3 separate regions of the Mus musculus genome follow, and all the other regions are linked to region 2. Evidence: chromatin contacts called from public promoter capture Hi-C data. All regions are on one chromosome and are shown on one strand. The core of a region is the stretch at or near the end of the contact, and the rest is flanking DNA. Distances in the headings are between cores, read along the strand shown. Region 1 holds the start of Cfap77 (cilia and flagella associated protein 77). Region 2 overlaps Ddx31 (DEAD/H box helicase 31). Region 3 overlaps Cfap77 (cilia and flagella associated protein 77).

Region 1 (4,180 bases), core at 990-3,489, 170 kb after region 2:
AGTATCTGCAACAGGGAGAAGCTGGCTTCTTTTTCACATTCTCTCTCTGGCAACTTTTATACAGGCTGAGTTTTGACGGAAGATCTTACAGGAAGGGGTAAATACTGAATGCGGACATCATCATCCTAACAGTTAGCTGAGTTTCAAACACCAAAAACAATTGGAGGAAAAGACTGCCCCCTGGTGCCACTTGTACCAGAGTGTCCCAAGCCCTGTCACCAAAGCGCATCAGGATGTGGCCCCTGCCATTGGTCACCAGGGACCAGGACAGCCTGAAAACAGAACCCCACTGGTGGAGCAATCATCACTCATATTTTTAAAAACATGATCATTCTAAACTCCAGCTCTAGAAACAAGGATGGAATTCCTCCTGGAGGCTGTTAAGTTAGCGCCACCTACAGGCCAAATGCTGCCCTTGATTAACCAGGGAGAAGGCAAAGGGGAAGGGGGGCGGCATTCACATATTGTATTTACACACATTGTAGTTTATACACCTACATACAAATGCTAAACATATAGTGAGCAATATATAACACATGTGTGGCCTATATATATACAAGTGCATGCAGTTATATATGTGCCACCTGGAGTGAACGTTACACAAGAATTCACTGTGGAAGTGACTCTATAATGCCCTTCCTCTCATATAAGGAGCTGCACACTAGTGACACCTGATTAAAGCAATGTTGGACTTGATGCACCAGGGCAGGGAGATACGGAGGGGGGACTGCCCTCTCAGAGGGGAGGGGAAGAGAGAGGAACTCTTCGAGGGAGGACAGGGGTCGGGAGAGGGCAGCATTTGGGAGATAGATAGATAGATAGATAGATAGATAAAAGCACTGTTGGAATTTTATCAGGACACCCATTGATAGGCACTGATAGGCCTTGATTTCCTCCTTGGCCTAAGGCAGTGAATTCCAACTCTCTGTCCCAGGTACCTGCTAAGATCAGGAATCCAAGAAGTAAGCAAAACTTGTTCCACTGTGGAAACATCTCAGAGGGGCCAGTGCTAAGGATGCTGCTTCATGGGTTCCCTGTATCTAGCTTCTGTCCTCCTGGGAGCATTAATTAGCCCAGAAAGGTCTAACAATATAGGTCTGCCTATAGTCAAAGAACCCATCAGCATGCCCATACCTCTATGGAACCTGGAAACCGAGGTCAATTTTTAGAAGCACACTGCCCTCTAGCGGCACAAGATAAATTTGCGCCACTAAACTTCAACTTTACTTTTTCGGTCTCCCGGCGCCTAAAGAGGCAGAGCCACGGCCACGTGTAGGTTTTTTTTGGGTTTTGTTTTTGTTTTTGTTTTTCGAGACAGGGTTTTTCTATAGCCCTGGCTGTCCTGGAGCTCACTTTGTAGACCAGGCTGGTATCGAACTCAAAAATCCGCCTGCCTCTGCCTCCCAAGTGCTGGGATTAAAGGCGTGCCCCACCACGCCCGGCCCAAGTGTAGTTTTTAGCCAGACAGGAAAACAGACAAAAGTGCGGAGGACCAGCACCGAAAGGGAAAGTGATCTGTCTATAAACGCTGCTCCCACGCAAGTGCCAGCCACGCCTCCTAGAGGGCTTTGAATCTCACACCCCCAGCACACTTAAGATGGTGTTGTGATACTTTCCCGACAGTCAGTCCCAGAGCACCTGCTGCATAGTAGACCAGAGGTGCTGGGGAAGATGGATCTTGGGTGGCAAGGGCATGGATGGGTGCCTGAGACCTGTCTGTCACCCTGTGGGTACGAGCCCGGTAGAGATTGCCCTATCCATAGTCTTTCCCAGTAGTGGGGAAAGACCCCGCTAACGTGTGCCACTTGAGGACACTGAGGTTCCTGGACTGGCTACGACTGCAGAGGGTCCAGGAGGCCTGTTTCACCCAGAGCAAGTTTCCTACACTGCGCCCAAACCCTGGGCCCCGGGTCCCGAGAGTTCAGCAGCTGGAACCCATCGGCGGCGTCGGTGCCCGCGGAGGGGATGATCGTGCCCAGGCGCTCACCTTGACGATGAGCGGGTTCTGAAACATGGAGTCACGCACGACCCCCAGCCTTTCGTTCTCCATGCCCGTACGGATGTCGACCACCGTCAGCGGCCGTCGGGGCGGCGGGCAGATCTGGCTGACCGTGCGATGCACGGGCTGCTTCTTCTTTTTCCATGCCGTGAGGTCTTTCCCGGGTTTCGCCGGATCAGGCATCCCAGGGGCCTCCGGGATTAGACCTTGGCTGCAAAGCCCACAGAGTTCTGCGCTGTCTGAGGACTCCAGCCCCGAGCGAGCGCGCGCTCCGGGCTGCACCACGGGGACCCTGGGGTGCACCTCGCGGCAAGGCAGGCTCCGGAGCAGAGCGCGCCCACCTGCGGAGCCTCTGTCCAAAGCTTAAACCCCGCCAGTTCTTCGGAGTGATTTGGGCACCTCGCAGCAGACTGAGAGAGGGAAGAGTGTCTACACTACCCCTTTCGGAAAAATGGAACGTCCCGTCTCCTTGGTGACAAGACGCCAACAGCTCAAGAGCTTCCGGTTTTCTTTCTAGAAATTCTTAGCAACCACAGAGACCTTTTAGACCTGTCTCAAATCAACATAGAAAAACCCAAGAATCAAATCTAGGTTGTGTTAAAAGAGAAGAGGTTTTAGAGGATCACTTATCCTTGGCTTCCACCCTCTAACTACCCTACTCTAGTTACAGTTCCCTCCCAAGGGAATCTTTTCTTCTTCTTCTTCTTCTTCTTCCTTCTTCTTCTTCTTCTTCTTCTTCTTCTTCTTCTTCTTCTTCTTCTTCTTCTTCTTCTTCTTCTTCCTTCTTCTTCTTCTTCTTCTTCTTCTTCTTCTTCTTCTTCTCCTCCTCCTCCTCCTCCTCCTCCTCCTTCTCCTTCTTCTTCTTTTCTTCTTCTTTTCTCCTTTTCTTCTTCTTTTCTTCTTTTCTTCTTCTTTTCTCCTTCTTTTCTTCTTCTTTTCTCCTTTTTTCTTCTTCTCTTCTTTTCTCCTTCTTTTCTTCTTCTTCTCTTCTTCTTTTCTTCTTCTTTTCTCCTTCTTTTCTTCTCTTCTTCTTTTCTCCTTCTTTTCTTCTTCTCTTCTTCTTCTCTTCCTCCTCCTCCTCCTCTTCTTTCTCCTCCTCCTTCTCCTCCTCCTTCTTCTTCCTTCCTTTCTTCTTCTTCTTTTCTCCTTCTTTTCTTCTTCTCTTCTTCTTCTCTTCCTCCTCCTCCTCCTCTTCTTTCTCCTCCTCCTTCTCCTCCTCCTTCTTCTTCCTTCCTTTCTTCTTCTTCTTCTTCTTCTTCTTCTTCTTCTTCTTCTTCCTCCTCCTCCTTCTTCCTTCTTCCTTCTTCTTCTTCTTCTTCTTCTTCTTCTTCTTCTTCTTCTCTCTCTCTCTCTCTCTCTCTCTCTCTCTCTCTCTGGGATATGGTACTAACACAGTCGTACTGCAATAGAAATATGCATTCTTAGGCTTGAGGTCAATGCTAATTCAGTGGGTGGTCCCAAGCCAGTTTCCCTGTTGGACACTTCCTCCCACCTCGAAAGAAAAAAAAAATATGGATTAGATCAATAGTGTCTGACTCTGGAATCAAATGGAGGGAAACTGAAAAAGATCATCAGGTTTGGTTCACTGAGTAAGAATATCTGAAAATAAGGCCGGGGAGATGGCTCGGGGTGTGAAGGCACCTGCCTCTAAGCCTGACAACCCAGTTTGTTTCTCAGGACCCATATGGTGAAAAGAGATCCCACCCATTCCAAGTTGTCCCCCGAATTGCACGAGAATGCTGTGGCACACATGAACACACACACATACCAAATAAACAAATATAAAGACCCAGTTGGAAATGGCATCTGAGATTATCCTTAAGGATCTATTAACCTACAACACAATTTTTTTTTAATTAAAAAAAATTCAATCCTACCAGAAAGTCAAAAATTGGGGGGGGGGCAGGGGGACAAGAAAAATGGTTCAGGACTGAGGAAGACTTGCTGTTCTTGCCAAGGACCTGGGTTCAATTCCCAGTACCCAGTTAATGCATCACAACCATCAGTAATCCTGGCCTCCAAGAGGCACCAGGTGCATACATGCCATACAAAGATATACGAAAGAAAATACTCATATGCATGTCATTTTAACTGAATACAGTGGATTCAATAAAAACCTGAGGATGTTGCCCATATTTACAATCCTTTGGATGGTTCTAAAGGCATACAGTCCATTGTGGC
Region 2 (3,948 bases), core at 205-2,704:
TTATCTTTAATTACCTGTCTTTAATGCCAGTACTCAGGAGGCAAAGATTGTTATGAGTTTTGAGGCCAGCCTGGTCTACAGAGTGAATTCCAAGACAGCCAGGGCTATACAAACAAACAAACAACAAAAAGGAGGGGGAGGAGATCCTCTTCTTCTTGACAGTTTTTTGTATTGGGGAGGTAAAAGTGTAAAGGTCAGAGGGCAACTGTGAGATTCACTTCTCTTCTTCAAGGTCTTAGTGGTTGAAGTCGGGCTGTAGGCTTGGTAGCAAGTTCCTGTACCAGCTGAGGTATTCTCTAGCCTGCTGTCCCCTTCCTCAGATGTTGCATGTCCTCGGGTCTCGTTTCAGAATGGACTGGTTTTATACGTCAGAATCTGGGCTATCTCTGGGAAAGGAAAAGGCTGACTTTCTTGTGCTCTTCCCCTTACAGTGTTGGTGAGATTAAGATGGAAGATATTTTGGCTGTCCTGGCAAAGGATGATTGTTTTAAAAGGAGACAAAGGGGAGCCCAGGTGAGTGCTTCATATCTTGATGGAGACTTTATGTGTGCACTGTGTCTTCTGCCAAACAGAATGTACATTCCAAGGACCATGAACATCAGATGAAGTTAGACCTTGATTGTGGTGTTTTGTTTTGTTTTGTTTTGTTTTGTTTTCCCTTCTCTTCCCTCTGGATGTTTGCTAGTCTCATCCTGTTAATGGGCACCAGTCCATTCTGGAGGCCTGCCAGGCAGCAGCAGGCTCTGCAGAAAGGAGGTCTAGGGCATTGAGTCTGGAGCCAGCAGTGTAAGTTCACCCAGGTGGTGGCCCCTCTCCAGATCATCAGCAAGGACCACTGGCTAGACCTGTTCATCCGTATAGCACGGGGGAAGAAATAAATATCGCTGTCTGTCTCTCAGACATACTTAGGTTCCCCATTTTTAATGTGACTGCACTGTCTACAGAGGAAGAATAAAGTTGAGATCATTAAGAAGAAAAATGTTTACTATCCATGCAGCTCCATATGGAGATACCGAGCTGTGCCCGCAGGCCTGAGCAGCAGCCCCTCCCTGCTGCCTCTAGCTCGGCCCTGCCCCTCTAGTCCATTGCTTAGTATGCTATGTGCACATGTGTGTTGCTCTATATGATTTGACTAATTATGTGAATATTTTACATTTATTTTCTTAGGCCTGATGATAGAGTGGGAAAATCAGACCCACTTAGATCAGGCTGTGATATTTCCATCATGTCTCAGGTGCCTTTATTTGAATCGATACTTCGTTTGAGGCAGGGGCTAGATTTATCTGGCCCTGGCTTCAGCTCTTTTCCAGAGCACACTTGAGGGAGTTTTCATCAGCAAGCTATATTCAGTGACTTTCTGTGTGAAACATCTTGCCACACTAGAGTGAGCCTCTCAGTCCCTTTCTAAGAGGCTGAGCGGCTGGCACAGATGCACTGTCTTTGCACACGTCAGTTATTCTGTAACTCTTGTGTTTAGAGTGTTTATGTTTTAATGTTGCTCTGGCTACTTCACCGTGGTTCCAGTCCAGCTCCACAGTGTCAGCAGGGAGCTTGGGAGTTACAGAGGAGTGATCCCTGGCTCACACTCCTCAGCTGGGTGCCTCTGGGAAACTCTGGGCCTTTGCAAGCCTAGGCTTCTTCATGTGTAAAATTGAGATATACAGTAGTCACTCAAAGGAGAGAATGAGGTAGTGTAAGAAACAACCCTAAAACACCCAGTATACTACTGCAGGGTAAACACCCAGTGTACTACTGCAGAGTAAACACCCAGTGTACTACTGCAGAGTAAACACCCAGTGTACTACTGCAGAGTAAACACCCAGTGTACTACTGCAGAGTAAACACCCAGTGTACTACTGCAGAGTAAACACCCAGTGTACTACTGCAGAGTAAACACCCAGTGTACTACTGCAGAGTAAACACCCAGTGTACTACTGCAGAGTAAACACCCAGTGTACTACTGCAGAGTAAACACCCAGTGTACTACTGCAGGCACAGAAGGCTAGCACTGTAGTTGCACACTGTGCCACCGGTGCTGTATCCTAATAAATAAATGGATCATGAGTATCCGCCTGCCGTCCAGAAATGAGAACCAGCTGGAAAATGACAAGATGAAATTCTAAAGGTTGGATCAAACTTAGCCTTCTGTAGCTTGTTTCTGAGACCAGCTTTGGTTTGAGTAGTCTTTATCCCTGAATTCAGACTTTTCCCCAGGGCTGTGATTGTTGTGTAAGTCTGAACAGCACCCGTGTCCCCAGGGAAGGAGCAGAGCAGCTGCATTTCCCTCTGTCCTTTCAGCAACTGGCCATGTCATTCTTAACATCTGCCCTTCTGTGGCCTTCTCCTTAAGCCTCTTCCTGGCTGGGGGCCAGCCTCAAAGACGTCCTGAGCCCTGAGAGCCATTGTAAGAGACTCTCTGGGCAAGAGTCGTAAGAGTCGAGTGAGCCAGGACTTGAGTCCTTGCCTTACAGCTGGTACCTCTGTGGCCTTGGGCAGGAACTCAGTCTTCCTTTCTGCAGAAAGATTATGAGAGTGCCCATATTTGAGGGTTGCCTGGGGGTTGAATGAAATGAGGCAGAAAGAGCCTGGCATGCTTTCAAACAGTGAGCGTTCTCCAGAGCAGAGACCATATCATCGCCTCACCCTAGGCTCCCACCTTTTGGCAGGAATAAATTGAATGCTTTTATAATTTTATAATTTGCTGCTGTTTATTTGAGGGAGAAATGCTAAGATTGGGTTTTCACTGTTATTGTTAGATGTGACTAACTGAGAAAACTAAATTCACCGCACTAGACTTCTGTTGATTGAGACCTGGTTTGTAGAACCAAGCCTCGTTTTAACTCAGAAGAAGGACTCTCTGATCTCAGTTGCTATGTTGTTAATCACAGAGCTATCTGGCCTAGGAGGGTGCAGGGAGTGAGGGGTCCAGCTTCCATTCTGTTCCTCATGAAAAGTGTACCTGTCCTGGCTACTCACTGCCTGCAGTGCAGACAGCTCTGCAGCAGATGCACAAGTGGCCAGCATACAAACACTGCACCTCGTTACCATCCCTTCTACTTCACCAGCTCCACTCGAGCCCATGGTAAATGTCCCTTTGGCACACACAGTTTTGGGCTTCTGTGAACAGAGAGAGAGCTAGTGAAGCATCTGTAAAATGTATATTTCATATTTAGGTGTATGAAATATATATACAGCTGCGTCTGGGTGTGAGTGTTCACCTCCCTACAAAGAGAATAAATTTGATCTTTCAGCTTGACTGGGAGGCTCTCAGAAGGTTCTGGGGACCATGGGGTGAAGCTTAGCTAGGCAAGAAAGTGATTAAAATAAAACCCTTCCATTTAGTTAAATAGCTTGGAAGATGGCTGTTCAGCACAATACCTCGACTGCACACACCGCTGTGTGCCACCGCCACCGTCTAAACCTTGTCCTAGGTGGAGGGGTCCAGCCTGGTCTCACTGCAGTGTCTCAGTCTCTGGTGTTGTGAAGTTCCCGCAGAGTGTGCACCCTCCCAGCATGGTCTTCTACAAGTTTTTTTTTGTCCTGTGAGCTCTGCTTATAAAATTCTCCAAACTGTCCCTGGCATTGGGAAGTGTTAAAATCCCATCAGAGCCCCTACCTCATCATTTCCCATGATCTTTTGTCTGGAGGATCAGTGGGGTGTTGCGGACAAAGGCACACCAAGAGCCAGTAGGGGCTGGAGGCATGTTTTTCTCAACTGCCTGTGGTCTGCTAGCTGTAGGTTGGCTTCATTAGCCAGTAGCCAGCCTGTGTCTGTGAGGGTGGGAGAGGCAGTGCTGCCTGCTCACAAGCCTGGGGGCTCTGACCCGCTCTCATTACAGGAGCGTTTACCTGTCTAAGGCTGAGGTGGCACTGCCGAACTCTGCCCCATTCTGTCTTCAGTTTAAATTTAGACTGTCCTCCCCACAACCAAAAATTACCTCGTTCAGT
Region 3 (3,859 bases), core at 587-3,086, 150 kb after region 2:
TCACTCAGAGCCCAGCGCATTTTTACTGAAATATCTTCTTGACTGTGTAAATAATGAGCAGAGCTGCATGGAAATATCTAGGCCCACAGCCACCTTTCTCAATGCTCCCAAAGAAACCATATGCAAATGACAGGTACAGGGGTGCCTGCTTTCTACAGTTCAGTTTGAAAACAAAGGTGAGCTGTCCCACAACCCCTGGTATGTATTTTGGATGGGAGGGTGCGTAAAGAAAAAGGTGGGACCAGTGGTCTCTGCAAGCTTCAAAGCAAGGAGTCTGGACTCAACAGCTATTTTGAACTGAACGCACAGGGTTTGCGGCTAAAAAGTCCAAGCCACCAGATATATTTGCTATGGAAGAAAGACCCAGCCCCCAGGAGGTGTTTATGAGAACAGACAGTCCACACACCTGCAGGGCTCAAGATGCAGTCTGGGTACAGCTTCCCTCAAGTATCAGTTCTGCCTCCTGGTGGAGGTCCGGCCTTGGGCCTTACAACCTTTCTGCAACCTTCTGCACTGTTCTCTAAGCCTCCAATGTATGGGTTGTGTTGCAGACATATCAATTAGGGGTGGACACCCCACAGTTCTGGGCATTTTTACCAGTTAAGTGAGTTCTGTTGACATCCCAGCATGGATAGGGGAGATTTTCCTAAGGCTCCACCCATAGATCAAGAGCTACAGGCATTTAAATGGCTCCCAAGAGAGGGAAATTAAGTGTTCTCCAGGGTCTTCTGTGTTCATTTCCATCCCTCCCTTTAGAATGCCGGATGACCTCAGCTAGTGACGTCATCACCACTCACTATGTACTGGACAAGGGAAAGGAAGGAGGGGTGGATTTGCGTGGGTCCCGGAGCATGGAGGGAACATTGATTGAAAGAGGTAGGCACGTGAGACTCCCTTAAACTCCATACTAACCGGACTCTCTCCATCTTTCTCATCAGAACGGAATGCTGAAGAGCTTCTCCCATCTTACCAACCCCCTTCCAATAAAGAGCTTGTCTTTCATGGTCTGACGGGCCACCCACGAGGGGAGCCGGGCTTTCAGAAGTAACTGGGGCCTCTTGATGTTAGGGAAGTGGATAACTGGAAAGGACCCAGAAGATGTTTATTCAGTTCAACATGAACGAGGGCTTTTCTAGAACCCTTACAACTGTTGTTATTGACAACGGTTGTCAAACTTGGGTCACTAGTGATCAGCACGCTCTGTGGCCTGTGCTGTGCAGAGCCGTGGTGAAGGGGAGCAGGCCTCCAAGTAAACGTTTTTCTATCAGGACACCCAAATAGAAGCAATGACATTAGGTGAATAGATAAGTGGATGAATGGCAGAGACGCTGTCATTAGCCCACTCATAGTCTCTCGAGCCTTCGAGGGCAGACGGAGGAGTGGTTTAATTAATGGGATTGAAAAGTCCTGCACTGGTGGCCGTCCCACCTGCTGTTCCCAGGATTACCCTGCACAATGACAGAGCATCACAGCCCAAGATACCACCTGCGAGGTGACAGAGCCCAGGGGTCCTCCCAGTCCAAGTCAAGCACCTTCAAACGCTGTTCTTTCTCTGTGCATTCAAGTCTGATTAACACGCAATACTGGGCTTTATCAAACAGCTCAGTATCCTGTTACTAAAGACCCCATTCTACTTGAGACTAGCCGTGCCTCCTGATTTTCCTTTTGTGTCCTGGACTGTTTAGGCAGAGCAGGGGTCTGAAGAGGGGCCCTGACCATGGTTTCAAAGTCCTTGTTTGGATTTCCTCGTTCAATGCTCAACCGGCACAGAGGGCCCCAGCCTGTAAGCACTTCCACTGCTACCGGGCGCCAAAAGGCAGGAGAGCACGGTACTATTGATGTGGACTGTGTGTAAACAGCACAGAACTACACATGTCTCGGTGAGCCCAAATGCAAATGCTTCCACCCACCTGTGTGTAAAGCTGACTGTGCCTTCCTTCACAGAGAACCTTCCTTTAAGTCTTAAAACAAAAGGGCCTTAAGTCTGGGTTGAAAACAAACCTAGACATTTGTAGGAATGCCAAGGCTACTGTCTACTAGGAAACAGTCTCCCAGGTACTCATTAAACCATCTGTTTATTCACTCATTCTGCATTTATTGAGCACCTACTTTATGCCAATCGCTGTGGGCATAGGGGGTGCAAAAATCAAGAGGACGGGCTGGCGAGATGGCTCAGTGGGTAAGAGCACCCGACTGCTCTTCCGAAGGTCCAGAGTTCGAATCCCAGCAACCACATGGTGGCTCACAACCATCCCCAACAAGATCTGACTCCCTCTTCTAGAGTGTCTGAAGACACTCTTCTAGAGTGTCTGAAGACAGCTACAGTGTACTTACATATAATCAATAAATAAATCTTTAAAAAAAAAAAAAAAAATCAAGAGGACACAGCTTCTGCCCACAAGGTACCACCCAAAGCAGACTTTTAATGTGATGGGAAGAACAATGAGAGAAATGCAGGTTAGAACATTACAGGCCCAAGATGACTGAGAGCAGGGTGGGGAAAGACTGCAGGGAGAGAGATGAGACGGCTTTCACGGGATGCCTGAAGAGCCGTACCGTGAGCCCCAGAGGGCACAGCAGTGGGTAGAGAAGCCACATCAGGCAGGGACAGCAGTCTGGCCGTTAATGAGTGACTAGCTCGTGATAGCTGGGTGGTCAGTCTGAGTGACCGTGGTGTCAAGGTTTAAAGTTCTGCAACAGGGGAGTGCTGGGGAGGGAATGGACTCTACCTCTTCTATCCAAGGGTTCTGTAGCTACAGATTTAACTGCTAGATGATAGAAAATATCATGGCCTGTCATGAGCATGCGTAGACAAGTTTTTTGTTTTAATCAGTATTCCTTAAACAACTATCTACTTAGCGTTTACATTGTATACAATGTAAGGATTACAATTAGCTTAAATATTATTTAATGATTTATTTATTTTTATTTTATTATTACATTGGTGTTCTGCCTGCATGTATGTCTGTGTGTGAGGGTTTCAGATCCCCTGGAACTGGAATTACAAACAGTTGTGAGCTGTCACATGGGTGCTAGGAATTAAACTCAGGTCCTTTGGAAGAACAGCCAGTGTTGTTAAATACTGAACCATCTCTCCAGCCCCTGATATTCTTTAAAATATATGGAAGGTCTGGGGGTGCAGCTCAGCTGCCAGAGTGTTTGGCAAGCATGCACTAAGCTTGGACTGCATTCCCAGCACCCAGGAAAGCTAGGAATGGTGGCACATGCCTGTAATCCCAGCACTCAGGAGGCGGAGGCAGGAGGATGAGAAGCTTAAGGTCACCCTCTGCTACATAGAGGGTTCAAAGCCAATCTGAGGGACATGGGACAATGTCTAAGTAAGTAAGTGGAGGTGACAAGCCACCAGCACAGCTTCCCTGGCAGGAGATGCATATGAGGACAGAGGAGACAGGTGCTTGTAGCCTTGAGTGTGTCTGGAAGGAGCCTTACTACCAGGGACAGCCACAGTGTCCCACCTTTCCTTTACAGGAAATGAAGAGAGTGTGGGGGATGACCTGCGTTCTGAGGCTTGTATTCTGACGTCTGAGCTCTCGATGCTTTAGGGTGTGGCCTAACCCAACGTGCCTGAGAGAATGTCCTGTGAACAAAACTGAGGAGAGCCCATGACAGAGCTCTCTCTTGAACTTCGAAACAACTACTGCGTGTCCTTTTTGCCTAAAGGCTTATTTATTTGTATATGTATGTCCCTGCAGGGATGTCTGTGTACCACATGCATGAAGTGCTCACGGTGGCCAGGAAAGGGCACCAGATCAGCTGGACTTACAAATCTTTATAAACTGTCATGTACCCACAGGAAACCCAACTAGGTCCTCTACAAGAACAGCACATGTTCTTAACC

Evidence for each region. Promoter capture Hi-C pulls out the DNA fragments that hold promoters and counts their contacts. Capture Hi-C pulls out chosen DNA fragments and counts their contacts.
Region 1: a promoter capture Hi-C map of liver shows a contact between it and region 2, with 3 times the contacts expected there. The contact joins the promoter of Cfap77 here to the enhancer-like site in region 2. A contact is called at or near these places in 7 of 39 promoter capture datasets (the 3T3-L1 cell line, the C10 cell line, embryonic stem cells and 3 more), 1 of 15 datasets of contacts at CTCF or cohesin (the NIH/3T3 cell line), 13 of 115 datasets of contacts at active chromatin or transcription factors (the 230-238 cell line, bone marrow-derived macrophages, cardiomyocytes and 10 more) and 4 of 9 other capture datasets (adipose tissue, embryonic stem cells, liver and 1 more).
Region 3: a contact with region 2 is called in a promoter capture Hi-C map of liver, with 2.1 times the contacts expected there. The contact joins two enhancer-like sites. A contact is called at or near these places in 1 of 484 Hi-C or Micro-C datasets (centrocytes), 2 of 115 datasets of contacts at active chromatin or transcription factors (embryonic stem cells and trophoblast stem cells) and 2 of 9 other capture datasets (adipose tissue and liver).

Annotation. Positions count from the first base shown.
Region 1 is chr2:29,052,827-29,057,006 of GRCm38.p6, forward strand. It overlaps Cfap77 (cilia and flagella associated protein 77), which reads right to left and starts at 2,240. Exons shown (of 6, transcript NM_001166705.1): 1 at 1,988-2,240. The coding sequence starts at 2,182.
Region 2 is chr2:28,880,712-28,884,659 of GRCm38.p6, forward strand. It overlaps Ddx31 (DEAD/H box helicase 31), which reads left to right. Exons shown (of 20, transcript NM_001033294.3): 17 at 432-513. Among named protein-coding and RNA genes, the nearest start is that of Barhl1, 34 kb to the right of the region's middle. Within about 2 kb of position 1,455, at least 16 of the 459 cell types and tissues checked have an H3K27ac peak or open chromatin away from gene starts, as enhancers often do. A contact at or near this core is called in liver, neural progenitor cells and pancreatic islet, where this site is marked.
Region 3 is chr2:29,033,270-29,037,128 of GRCm38.p6, forward strand. All of the region lies in intron 1 of Cfap77 (cilia and flagella associated protein 77), which reads right to left. Among named protein-coding and RNA genes, the nearest start is that of Cfap77, 20 kb to the right of the region's middle. Within about 2 kb of position 1,837, at least 12 of the 459 cell types and tissues checked have an H3K27ac peak or open chromatin away from gene starts, as enhancers often do. A contact at or near this core is called in liver, where this site is marked.